4 separate regions of the Mus musculus genome follow, and regions 1, 2 and 3 are each linked to region 4. A link is a contact called in public Hi-C and HiChIP or PLAC-seq data. All regions are on one chromosome and are shown on one strand. Each heading gives the region's core, a stretch centred on a gene start, on an enhancer-like site or on the middle of the called end of the contact. The rest is flanking DNA. Distances are from core to core; before and after follow the strand shown.

Region 1 (2,700 bases), core at 7-2,506, 370 kb after region 4:
AACATATGGCAATATTTAATTCCAGTTCTAAACAGAATGAATTGTACAAAGACCATCATTTGACAGTAACCATCAGCTTGCCCAACAATGCAGATAAAAGCTTTTAGTAAGGCTTCTATTTCCAGGTGGAACATGCTAACCATCTTGACGTTTTCATTCACAGATTGTGACTCTGCTGACTATTATTGGTAATTCAGTGGGCTTGGTTAGCGACTACAGCTGCAGGTTTCTGAAATATTGTTACATAGTAGAAAAGGCCAAAGTCATGACTACAAAACTGCCATTCATGACGAACTTGACATCCATCGAGTTTAAAAGAATAATACATAAATTCAGAAGCTACCTAAAGCAAATCGTGACCATGACTATTGAGATACGTATTGGAATTTTTTATGTGAATAGTCTGGATTATCAATTAGCATGCTTACCATATGTTGATGGCATCATACAAATGAGCTACAACCTGTTACAATGTACCATTGAGGAAAAAAGTGCAAATCTATTAGAAGTAAGTCTTTATTTTTTTCCTCTTTTTTGTTGAATTAATTATTAATGAATCCCAGCTTGAAGGGGGGGGGGTCACTTCCCACCTCAAACATTTATGTTCCCAAGTGAGACACACATACACAGCCTTTATATTTTTATATGCCTTAAGCAGCACAATAGCTGGCCTCCACGCTGCGAGAACCTGCCCCAACCTGCAGGACTTGTTTAAACAACAGGATTCTCGAGGGAAGGGAGCTACAACAACAAATTTTGGGATTAGAAGACACAAAAGAAGGATGCAAGACAAAAATTCTGTTCAAGCCTCGTTTACTCAGGGGAGATGGGGGGCTTTTTAAAGCTGAAAACCGCAAACAGAATTTGCTCAGGTACACAGGCCAAACCACAGTGCTAGGTAACACACTAAGGTCAAAGGAATGTCCCCATTGTAAAAGGTCCAGAAAGGAGTGCCCTCATTGTAAAGGGAAAGGAATGCCCCACATTGTAAATGTCCTGAGTCAATTACAAAACGGAAGCAAGATAGTGGAAGAAGCAAAAGAGTGTTAGATAATGGCCCTGGAACAAGATTCCAGAGGCTTCTGGGGCCCCAACAAGAACCTACCTCTGCCAGTAATTCCTAGTTACCACTTATTAATTCTTATGTTCCATCTTGGTTACTCTTCACTCCAATTAGACATCTGGGTGCTCTCCTTGCTTCTCTACCCCATGGCAGACTCTGTCTCTCCTCCCTCCACACTCTCCTAAGCCATCTCCCCTTCCTCTCCTCCCGTCCCAAGCCCAGGAAACGCCAAGCTCTCGCCTCTGTCTGTCCTCCCCAGCTCTCAGCTGCTGCTTTCTTTATTTACCAGTCAGAGCTAACTGAGGGCAGGTTCCCAGAAGCTATGTGCAGACCCTATCGTGCAAACAGTTTTTTGGGGGAGCATAGTTAGCATTCATAATACAAGCAGGTACACCTTTTCATAAGAAAATTTCAGATTAGATTATAACTTGATGATATACAATCAAAAATACATATAAGTATTATACTCAGAAAATCCCAAAGTACTGTGATTACATTTGTTTTTGTGTTTAGTCTTTATCTGTGTATAAGTGCATTTCTGTATGTGAATGTGACACATACATTTGCCATAACATGTGGAGGTCAAAAGGCAAACTTCAGGAGTTGTTTGACACAGTGTCTCTTGTTTGTATCACATAAACCAGATTAGAGGCCCTTGGGCTTCCAGAAATTCTTCTCCACTTGATTTGGCCGTAGGACTCCTGGGATTATAGACATGCATGCTCTTGTGTAGTTTATGGAGATGCAAACTTTGGTCCTCACACTTGCAAGTACTTTACCCAACTCAGTCCCTCCTCAGCACTTACATGTGTGTTTTATTAAATATCACTTCCTTTAGAACTTTCTGTAACTACGTGGAAGACTGCGCCCCATGTCACTGCCCATCTCTTTTTTTTTTTTTTTTTTTTTTTTTTTTTGGCTTTATAACGCACATCATTGTCTGACATCATTGTTCCCCATAGACTCACTAGGCTATGGCTTGTCTGCTTTGTAGAACAAATATGGATCCCAGTATCCTAGCTGTTGCCTGTACCAGCATCCTCCCATAGTACCCAAGACAGGTTTCAAGACCAGAGTTTATGATAACAGCTATCATTTTTTTTTCTTTATCCAGCCAGACTTCCAATACTTCTTAAACCCAAAGTTACAAGCTGCCCATCGACTGTGCCTCTGCAGTATAACTGTGAGAGGATAGCAGCATTCTCACACATACCAAGTCTAATGTTGCATCAAACCTTATCCAAAGTAGCGAACAGAGCTTGAGTGGGCCAGGAATAATTTTCAAGAAAGATGTTAATTGCAAAAGGAGAAGCGCCAGTGGCGTGGAAGCGGAGTTGACAGGCAGGATATTGCAGGCAGGAGTTAATGTAGCTAGATTCAGTTGCACATGACTCCCACGTGCAACAGCAACAGCAACAGAGCTGTCGCCTACACAAGTTAGAACTAATTTCTCTTGTGGGAAGTAGTAGTGCCCACATAGTGACTTGTAGCAGGGACGGTAGGGAGGGCCACCTATATATAAACACCGGGGGCCACGTAGCCACAAAAAAACATCTACAGGAGTACCTAATTTAGGACTGCCTGAGAGACCAAGGATTGGTGGTGCCAGCCAATGCCAGCCAATCAGGAACTGCTGT
Region 2 (2,700 bases), core at 155-2,654, 290 kb after region 4:
CTCCAGCCCCAGCAGCGCCCCCTGCTGCTGCGGGAAGAAAAGTTGGCTAAGACTGTTTAGAGGTTCCTTCTCAGGCCACTGCAGGGTGTTTAATTATTGTTGGTTTTTAATACAAGAAGAGTGATCTCTGGCCATCACTTGGGATCCAAAGAATGAAGGGGAGCTAGGAGGTATTGTGGTGCTGGAGTTAACTCCTGGGTGCCTGCCTCGTGGGCTTTCTCTGCTTGGGTGCAGAGTCTCTGTCTCCTGCTGCACAGGAGCTCAGAGGACAGCACAACTGTTACTCCTCCCTGCCTTTGGGGGATAAACATTTGAGGAAAGACCCATGAGCTGGGGCGAAAGCCATTGTCTCCATGATCCTGTGCGTAGAGGACAGACCTGAAGGTGAGTGGTACCTGGCTGAGTGTCAGAGTCCCTCTTCTTCTGGGCTGTCTTGATGGGAAAGTTCAGCCAGGCACCAAGGGTCAGGGGGCAGAGGAGATCCACAGATTCAGCTAGAGTGCCTGCAAGAGGGAAGCTGAGTGCCCTCAGGATCCCAGGACCTCCCGGGTCAACTTTCAGGAGTGGTCCTGGTTGTATAGCATGATAGGGTGGACAGGGAACAGGGAACAGCCACCTTCCTGCTTCCCTCAAATTCCCAGTCTCAGAGTCTCTATTTGCACGTCTGAGGGTAGAATATGAGAAAACTGGGCTTTCCTGAGGCTTGCAGGAGCCTTGGGACCAAAGCACATAGTAGGCACTTAAAACTGCTGAAGTTGATCATACAGCCACACCTACGTCCTTCCTAGGAATGTGGGCAAGTCAGCCAAACTCAGAAATGTGTGTCCCGACACAGAGACACCTGTAGACTTCTTTTTGCTTTTAGTTCTTTTACGTTTTACTTTCCTGTTTTATTATTATTTTTTAACTCACAAGTAATTATAGCTATTGATTGGGTGCGGCTCAATGTTTTGGTGTTATCTCTGCACTATGAAATGACCAGATCAAGCCAACTAATATATCTACCCCGCAGTCATTGTTTCTGATGAGAATACCTGACGCCTATTCTCCCAGCAGTTTACAAGAGACTGTGTGTCTTTATTAATCCTGGTCTCGGAGTTGTCTTAGAGATTATTATGACATAGGTTTCAGGGACTACAATAAATTGATTTCAAGATGACCTATTTGGTCTCTCCCTGGGAAAACTTGCGGTGACAGGATGGCGCTCTGCGGGAGATCGCGTAACGATCAAATACAGGCAACTCCCTACTAACAAGCACCTCATACACTCGCTCAGCTCGGCATCGCATCGGCATCGACATACAGTCCAGCCGCTGGGCTTGTTATCCTGGTGTATAAACCAATCTCTTCACCAGCGTGTTGGTTTCTCATAGGAACGCAGCAATGTTTCATCTTCCCATTGCAATGTCGCCACCTAGTGTTCATAAGTAAGAACTGACAGACCATGAACCCCTGTCTTCCGCCGCCATTGGGGCAGTGTGGATGACTTCTGAGGTAATGGATGGGGTTCAAAATTTGAGGTGTAGCTTGGGTCTTGACGAGAAATAGCAAACACTGAAGAAGAGAAATTGGGTGAGAGGGGTGTCCCCTCCTTCCACAGACTGCTGCAAGGAGATACGGTTGGCGCTTGGGTCAAGAAAGCAGTTGTTTCGTGGAGGGGCAGGTCCCTATTCAGAAGTTTGTGGCTGACTCAATTCCTAAGGGCTCTAGGATGGGAACAAAAGAGTTTAGAGTTTAGTATTATCAGGACGTTTTCTAGGACACCAGGTAGGTGTGGGGTTACTTTCCTAAATGCACCGTGAATCCCCCTTGTCTGTGGGCCTGGAGAGACGGAACTCTTCACTCTGTGGACCTCCTGGGTGGTCTTTCTCTTTCATCTTTCTCTCTGTGTTATGGGTCCCTCTACAGTCAGGCAACCTCACGAGCCACCCTGTATTCTTACACGTGATTAAAATCATTTTTCTGGTGTATAAAAATATCAGGGTGCGCAGTGTTAGCAGGGAGGCCACACTCCTGCAGAGGGCCTGTGGGAACATTAGACGATCCGCCTCGATAGAGGTCCCATTCTATGAGAAAGGCTGGAAGAACCATGATTCCAGCTCAGGATTTTATCCAAGGGATAGGGTGGGGTGACCCTGAGAGAGGACGTCAAAGGGAGCCCAGCTTGTTCAGTGAACTCGTGCTACAATTTTGATCTGAAATACCCCGAAGCCCAAACTTGATCCCCGGTGTCACACAACTGGGAGGTGGTGGGCTCCTTAAGAGAGGGGTGCTAGTGGGAGGAAGCTGGGTGTTATGCCATGGCTATAGTGGGACTTTCTCCGACACAATCAGCAGTATAAATAATCGCATGGAGTCTTCTATATAGTTTGAAGCCGAGGCCTTTTGCTTGGGCAGTCTCCTGGCTATTCTATACCTAACCTGACTAACTAGCCTACAACTGGCCACATGGCTAGCTCTATAGCTTTCTCTGCTCATCTTCAGTCCTTGTCTGTTCCCTCTGGGTCGGCTCTCCCTTTGCCGCAATCTCCGTGCCCAGAAGTCCCACCCTCCATTTCCGGCTCCAGCTATTGGCTGTGAGATCTTTATTTACAACCAATCAGCAGTGAGACAATCTGCCTCTAGGATTACCTTCAAGTGTCTAAGCAGGTGCGGACGGACAACTATTTACAAACATAAGGCTGGCGAAGGCTGTAGACA
Region 3 (2,700 bases), core at 123-2,622, 270 kb before region 4:
GAATTTGACCCTATAGAAGAGCAGGCAGTCTTCTTAACTGCGGAACCATCCCTCTAACCCTGGCATTTTACTTTTTAAAAGCTATTGTGCATGGAGAACGAGTTCTTTCTCAAGTTTGTTATTGGTGCACAGGAAAGCGACAGGGCTTTATCTGTCGCCTTTGTATCCCGGGCTTCGCTCTTTACCAAGTTAAGAGTGTTTTACTTCATTTTTCTTATTGTATAAAAGTTTTGCCCGCATGTATGTTTGTGTACCATATGTGTGCTGGTTACCCTCAAAGGCCAGAAGAGGGCGGCAGATTCCCCAGGGACCAGAGTCACAGATGGTTGTGATCTGTTTCACAGGTGCTGAGGAAGTCAGGCTTTCCTGGAAGAACAGCCAGTGCTCTTGACTGCGGAGCCATCCCTCCAGCTCCCTTTAGAATCTTTTAAGGATAGGATCATGTATTCTAGAAATAGGGTTAGTTTGGGTTTCTTTCAAATTTGTATCTCCTTTTAGAAATAAACTCGTGAGTGCACTCACACATCAGCCAGCACAGATAGTTTTGTGTCCCTCACACCCTGCATGAAGCCTGTCCCCATGCATTCACACCAGGTTACCTTCCTGCCCCTTCCTCTCCAGTTTCAGGACTGTCAACTGGACCAGTGGCCAGTGCTTGGGGCGAGGGGCCATTATTCCACTTACTGATGCCTCCACTGGGACATCATGTGGCATTCAGACTGACAAGACAGGACTTCAGATAGATTCCTTTATGCAAAAAGTGAGTGTTTTTAACATATGAGGAAAAAGGTATAGATGCTGAGTGAGACCCTTGAAGAATCTTTGATCCACAGAATTATGAAGAAGAAAAAGAAGTCCCTGCCTTTTTTTTTTTTTAAAGCCGGGCATGGTGATGCACGCCTTTAATCCCAGCCCTTGGGAGGCAGAGGCAGGCGAATTTCTGAGTTCGAGACCAGCCTGGTCTACAAAGTAAGTTCCAGGACAGCCAGGGCTATACAGAGAAACCCTGTCTCGATAGCGGCACTAGGGCTATACAGAGAAACCCGGTCTCGATAGCGGCACTACACACTGTGCCAGACCCAGTTACTGTGTGCAGGAAGTGGTGGGTAAGGCTTCAGCAGTTTCATGTATCTAGCTGTTTGGATTGTTCAGAATATTGAAAGACCTCCTGTGTAGGTAAAGGGGCAGCTTTGTAGGATGGATGCCCATGCCCTGGGCTGTTGTGCCCTCCTCACTGGTCATCTCTAGGACCCACTGCCTGGAGAACTGGACCTTCAGTACAGCCACAACAGAAGGTTCTGTGGGTGCCTGAAGTTTTGTCACTGGCCTTTCATGTGCCCGTGTGAGGTCCTCGGACAGCCACAAGGGGGCGGCAAACACACGCCCTTCTGAATTCAGCAATCTTATCGGGCATTTGCTAGAGGGAAGTGCCAGAGAGATGCCAGGAGACACCAGGACCCCGTTCCTTCCCGAGTCTCCCTGTTTTTAGCCTTCAGATGTTGCTATCGGGAGAGACTGAGTCTCTGAGAGCCCCGGGACCTCAGGGCAGGGCAGGGCAGGGAAGTAGCCTTGGCCTTGCCAGCTGATGTTTCCCTGAGGTCAGAGACTCTTCTTAGAATTGTCTGTCCTTGGACAAGTCCCCGATGAGAAGGTCTCCAGATACTATCATTACTGAAGGACATCTGAGGCCCTGCCAACACTAAGAGAGTCCTGATGAGAAGGTCCACAGAGACCATCATTACCCAGGGACACCTGAGGGCCTTCAACGGCAAGAGAGTAGATCAGAGGGGTGGGGGAGAGGCGTCATTCTCAGCCTGTGCCAGGCAGGAGTATAACGGACAAATCTCCACAGCCAGCTTGGTTTCCCATATAAAGTGAGGCTCTCCCAGAACGCAGCACCAGGAAGGTGTGTTTCCACTGAGAGGCGAGGGAAACATCTCTGTTGCTATCTTGCAGTAGTCAGCTCTGAGATGGAGTCCAGCTGGGTTCCAGAACCTCTGTGCAGCCCCACTTAGGGACGCCCCGCAGGGAGGTGTAGGGACCAGGTACCTACCATTGCCAATTGTAGCATGTTCCTAGCAGCTGCACACATATCTCCACATATGTTGTTCTGTGTTTTTGTATCATGTTACCTGGAACTCTGGCTGGATCAGAGTGGAGGTTTGAGGTCACCAGAGTAAAGAGAGATAAAGAACACAATAAATAAAGCACCCACTGGGCCCAGCTGGTAAGACCCCATCTCTCTGCCCTCCTAGGGATTCTAGCAGGCTCCTCAAGTGTCTGTTCTTTCTAAGGTGGAAGGCTCAGTGCCATGAGAGTTCTAGAGGGATGTGAAGACAGAGTGGAAGTGGGGGCAGGCAGGTTGGGGGTTGGAGGGTTCTTAGTCCTGAAGCCACCAACTGCAAAAAGTCAGGGACCACTTAGTGTTTTCCCAGTGTGATACTGGAGATAGGCAGTCACATTTGGCTAAGAGCATCCTCCAAGCTGCCCCTGGGAATGCCTGAGACATAGGATCACGACAGGGAGAGGCCCTGCTCTAGTGGAACAGAGCCAAACACGGAGGAATCCTTCCTTCTACCTCAGCCGAGCACCATGGGACCAAACAACTTTACAGACCACTCTGGGCTCATTTGGAGACATTACTGGGCCCGGGATACTTAGGCCTTCTCAATGACAACTGCCAGCTATATATTCTCTGTT
Region 4 (2,700 bases), core at 115-2,614:
GAGCCCCTCTTTTTCTTCAAGCTGGCATGCCTTCTTAATAAACCCCAACTGTGTGTCTTATTGGCTCGCCCTAAAATCTCTCTCTGCAGTGAAATCCACTCCCACTTCACTTGAGAGGCAGCTGAGGAGTTCGAGCTGCTTCAGGCAGCAGCGTGGAGGTGTGTCTCGGGCCAGCTGTCAGGGGCGCTCAGTAGCACCTGTGATGCGCTGGGCTCCATCTGTAATAGAGATGGGGGTGAGGAAGCTGTGTTCACTCCCCTTTCATATGGGCAGCAGGCTGCACTCTGGCATCGATGATAAATCGACAGGTGACTAACATGGATCTTAGCATGATTAAGTGACTTGCCCAAGGTCACATCATTAGCAGACAGTCACTTAGAAGCTTGAACGTAGCTCTACTGTAGCAAGTAATGCTTTAATGCAGAAGTCTTTCTTAGCTGGATGCTTTCTAGGACAGTCCTGCTACAGGAGGTTCCTTAGACAAAGGATTGGAAGGAGGTCGGGTAGGAGCATGGGCAAGTGTGAGTCTTCCTGGGGACAGGCAGGGTGAGCTGAGGTGTGCAGAGTTCTCTCTCGTTCTGGATGGTTGCCATCGAGGTTGTGAGCAAGGGACTTACTTCCCCGGGGGTGACCCGTTGTGAGCAGATTCCAAGCTAACTGCTAAGATGAGCCCAGACACAGGCTCTTGTCTTCCCCAGGACCTCAGAAGTTGGAGTCAAGCAATCATATTTGCTGGAAGAAATGGAAATTAGGGTCTTCCTCAAACTCTGCTGGAATACGCGGGTGGCATGAGATAGCAGCCGCAGTTGCTTGTGGGAACGAAGCTGGTCAGGAAGGGGTTTCTGATGGACACGGATAGGAGGCAATAGCGCCACCCTCCTTGTAAAAAGTCTTGATCGCCCAGCAGGCGCATGAGAGTTGTGAGCCTCAGCTAACTTCAGAAGCCTTCTAGCTCAGAGTAGAGACAAGCCATCCAGCTGGCCTAGGCTGCCAGCCTGCCAAAGAGGAGGTGGGGGGAGGGGACAGGGGTGAGACCCCGTGCTGTCCACCCAGAAGACAGCTGGCGGGCGGGCGGCAGGTGGGTGGAGGTTAGCGGGCCACCCCTCCCCCTGCCCTGCGGAAGCAGCCGAAGAAACTGTACCCTTTTATTGTCTTTGCCACTGGGTGTTTTCTGGAGTAATTTAAACACTGCCAAACACAAGCCTTCCATCCTTTCTCTAGCCATTGAAAGGAAGCGGCAGACTTAAAAATCATCTGAGTGGCGAGGACTGGGCCAGGAAGACGGGAAGGGTGGAGGGAAGGGTGAGACGGAGGTGAAAGTATGTGGTTTGGCGGGTGGGACCAGGCTCGGGTGATGGGCCGAGACCTGCGGCAAGCAAGGGAGGAGTGCCCAGGCTTTGCTGGGCGGCGACCTCAGCGGGCAGGAGGCTCTGGGGAGGGCGCGGGGCGGGGACAGGCGACCTGCCAGGGCCAGTCACCCCCCTCCCCCCCCTCTGTGGGAGGAGGGCAGGAAAGAGGGCGGCCTTTATTCTGTATTAAAATCCTCCTCTCTACCTAGGACACGGTGTACTAACCTTGCACGGTATTTGATCCTATGCAATCAGTCTGCACTTGCCAGGCAGAGTCTTGGGGCCTCATGCATCTGCCGCACAGTCAGGGCGTAGACCATTGAGCCTCCCCTTCCCCCTTGCTGGCTTTGGTCTTCCTCTTCTCTGCTTTCCCTTCCGTCTGACACCATCCCACCCTTCCATTTCCTTCCTCGGGTTTGGGCTCTAGAGGAGCAGAACCCGCCTCCCTTAATTCCAGGTTCTGGGTGAGGAGGTATCACCAGCCCTAGCCAGTACCATCCGGAGGGTTTCGAGCCTCGGGGCTCTACACGGGGTGGGTCTTCCCTAATCTGGTCTTCGCACAACCTGATTATTGTACAAGCGCTGTGTTTGGTAATCTGGAATATTTCTCCCCAAGGCTGTACGGGTGTGTACGGCAGCTGTGGAACTTAGATAGACAGACCCGGGCTTCGGGTGTGTCTACCCGCGGCCCTCCTGCAAATCCTCTGTGCTACTCACGTCTGGAAACCTGGTTTAACCATGAGCAGAGTGAACCTGCTAGAGTCCATACTCACTCGAGCCTCTCCACCTGCAAAGCGCTAACAGTAACTTGCTTGCTTCTTAGGTTGTTTGGGGACTGCGGTTTAAGCGAGTCCTTCCCGAATTAGATCTGGGCTCCAACCCCAATGTTGCCACATGACAACTGACCTTGGCCTCTGTTTTCCAGTACGGGAGGGACAGTAACAGAACCACCCTCACTGGGCCCGCGGTGAACTCAGCTCAGTGCAGGATTTTTAAGTTGCCTAACACAGGTTGCCTGTCATAGTGAAACAGGACATTTTTTTTTGTGCAAGTAATTTGTAAACTGTGGTGTGTTCTTTAGAAATGTAGGCGGTTACTCGAATGCCAACAGGGTGAAATTCTGGGTTCCTGCCCCACTTTCTAAGGGAAATTGATCCCCAACCTCGCCCTGGGCACCCTGGAAGTTCCCTTCCTCAGCACTTCTGGGACCTCTGGGTGGGAGAGGCTGGTCCTGTGCTCCCTGCTCTATTATCCACCCCTCCCCCTTCACTTCACATTCTTTTCTGGAACTCTCAGCAGCTCTGGTAGGCTTCAATCCTGGAATCCTGTCCCCAACCTCTCTCAAAACAGA

The links. Hi-C and Micro-C count contacts between places; a contact is called where the count stands out from the background. HiChIP or PLAC-seq counts read pairs in DNA pulled down with a chosen protein or histone mark.
Region 1: a contact with region 4 is called in an H3K27ac HiChIP or PLAC-seq map of embryonic stem cells, with 4 times the contacts expected there. The contact joins two enhancer-like sites. A contact is called at or near these places in 4 of 484 Hi-C or Micro-C datasets (the 3T3-L1 cell line, 3T3-L1-derived adipocytes, cortical neurons and 1 more), 12 of 115 datasets of contacts at active chromatin or transcription factors (acute myeloid leukemia, bone marrow-derived macrophages, cardiomyocytes and 6 more) and 1 of 9 other capture datasets (embryonic stem cells).
Region 2: a contact with region 4 is called in a Hi-C map of stem cell-derived neural stem cells, with 4 times the contacts expected there. The contact joins two enhancer-like sites. A contact is called at or near these places in 1 of 15 datasets of contacts at CTCF or cohesin (the NIH/3T3 cell line), 10 of 484 Hi-C or Micro-C datasets (the 3T3-L1 cell line, cochlea, cranial neural crest and 6 more), 18 of 115 datasets of contacts at active chromatin or transcription factors (acute myeloid leukemia, bone marrow-derived macrophages, cardiomyocytes and 12 more) and 1 of 9 other capture datasets (embryonic stem cells).
Region 3: a contact with region 4 is called in an H3K27ac HiChIP or PLAC-seq map of acute myeloid leukemia, with 2.9 times the contacts expected there. The contact joins two enhancer-like sites. A contact is called at or near these places in 2 of 484 Hi-C or Micro-C datasets (the N1E-115 cell line and neurons), 7 of 115 datasets of contacts at active chromatin or transcription factors (the 230-238 cell line, acute myeloid leukemia, embryonic stem cells and 3 more) and 1 of 9 other capture datasets (embryonic stem cells).

What each region holds. Positions count from the first base shown.
Region 1 is chr1:181,622,530-181,625,229 of GRCm38.p6, forward strand. It overlaps Dnah14 (dynein, axonemal, heavy chain 14), which reads left to right. Exons shown (of 87, transcript NM_001377039.1): 18 at 164-508. All of the region lies in intron 2 of Gm33612 (a long non-coding RNA gene), which reads right to left. Among named protein-coding and RNA genes, the nearest start is that of Gm33612, 3.4 kb to the right of the region's middle. Within about 2 kb of position 1,257, at least 36 of the 459 cell types and tissues checked have an H3K27ac peak or open chromatin away from gene starts, as enhancers often do. A contact at or near this core is called in embryonic stem cells and pancreatic cancer cells, where this site is marked.
Region 2 is chr1:181,544,192-181,546,891 of GRCm38.p6, forward strand. No RefSeq gene overlaps it. Among named protein-coding and RNA genes, the nearest start is that of Gm32767, 5.5 kb to the left of the region's middle. Within about 2 kb of position 1,405, at least 22 of the 459 cell types and tissues checked have an H3K27ac peak or open chromatin away from gene starts, as enhancers often do. A contact at or near this core is called in stem cell-derived neural stem cells, where this site is marked.
Region 3 is chr1:180,986,614-180,989,313 of GRCm38.p6, forward strand. No RefSeq gene overlaps it. Among named protein-coding and RNA genes, the nearest start is that of Ephx1, 30 kb to the right of the region's middle. Within about 2 kb of position 1,373, at least 28 of the 459 cell types and tissues checked have an H3K27ac peak or open chromatin away from gene starts, as enhancers often do. A contact at or near this core is called in the 230-238 cell line, where this site is marked.
Region 4 is chr1:181,255,482-181,258,181 of GRCm38.p6, forward strand. No RefSeq gene overlaps it. Among named protein-coding and RNA genes, the nearest start is that of Gm39718, 30 kb to the right of the region's middle. Within about 2 kb of position 1,365, at least 318 of the 459 cell types and tissues checked have an H3K27ac peak or open chromatin away from gene starts, as enhancers often do. A contact at or near this core is called in the 230-238 cell line, embryonic stem cells, pancreatic cancer cells and 1 more, where this site is marked.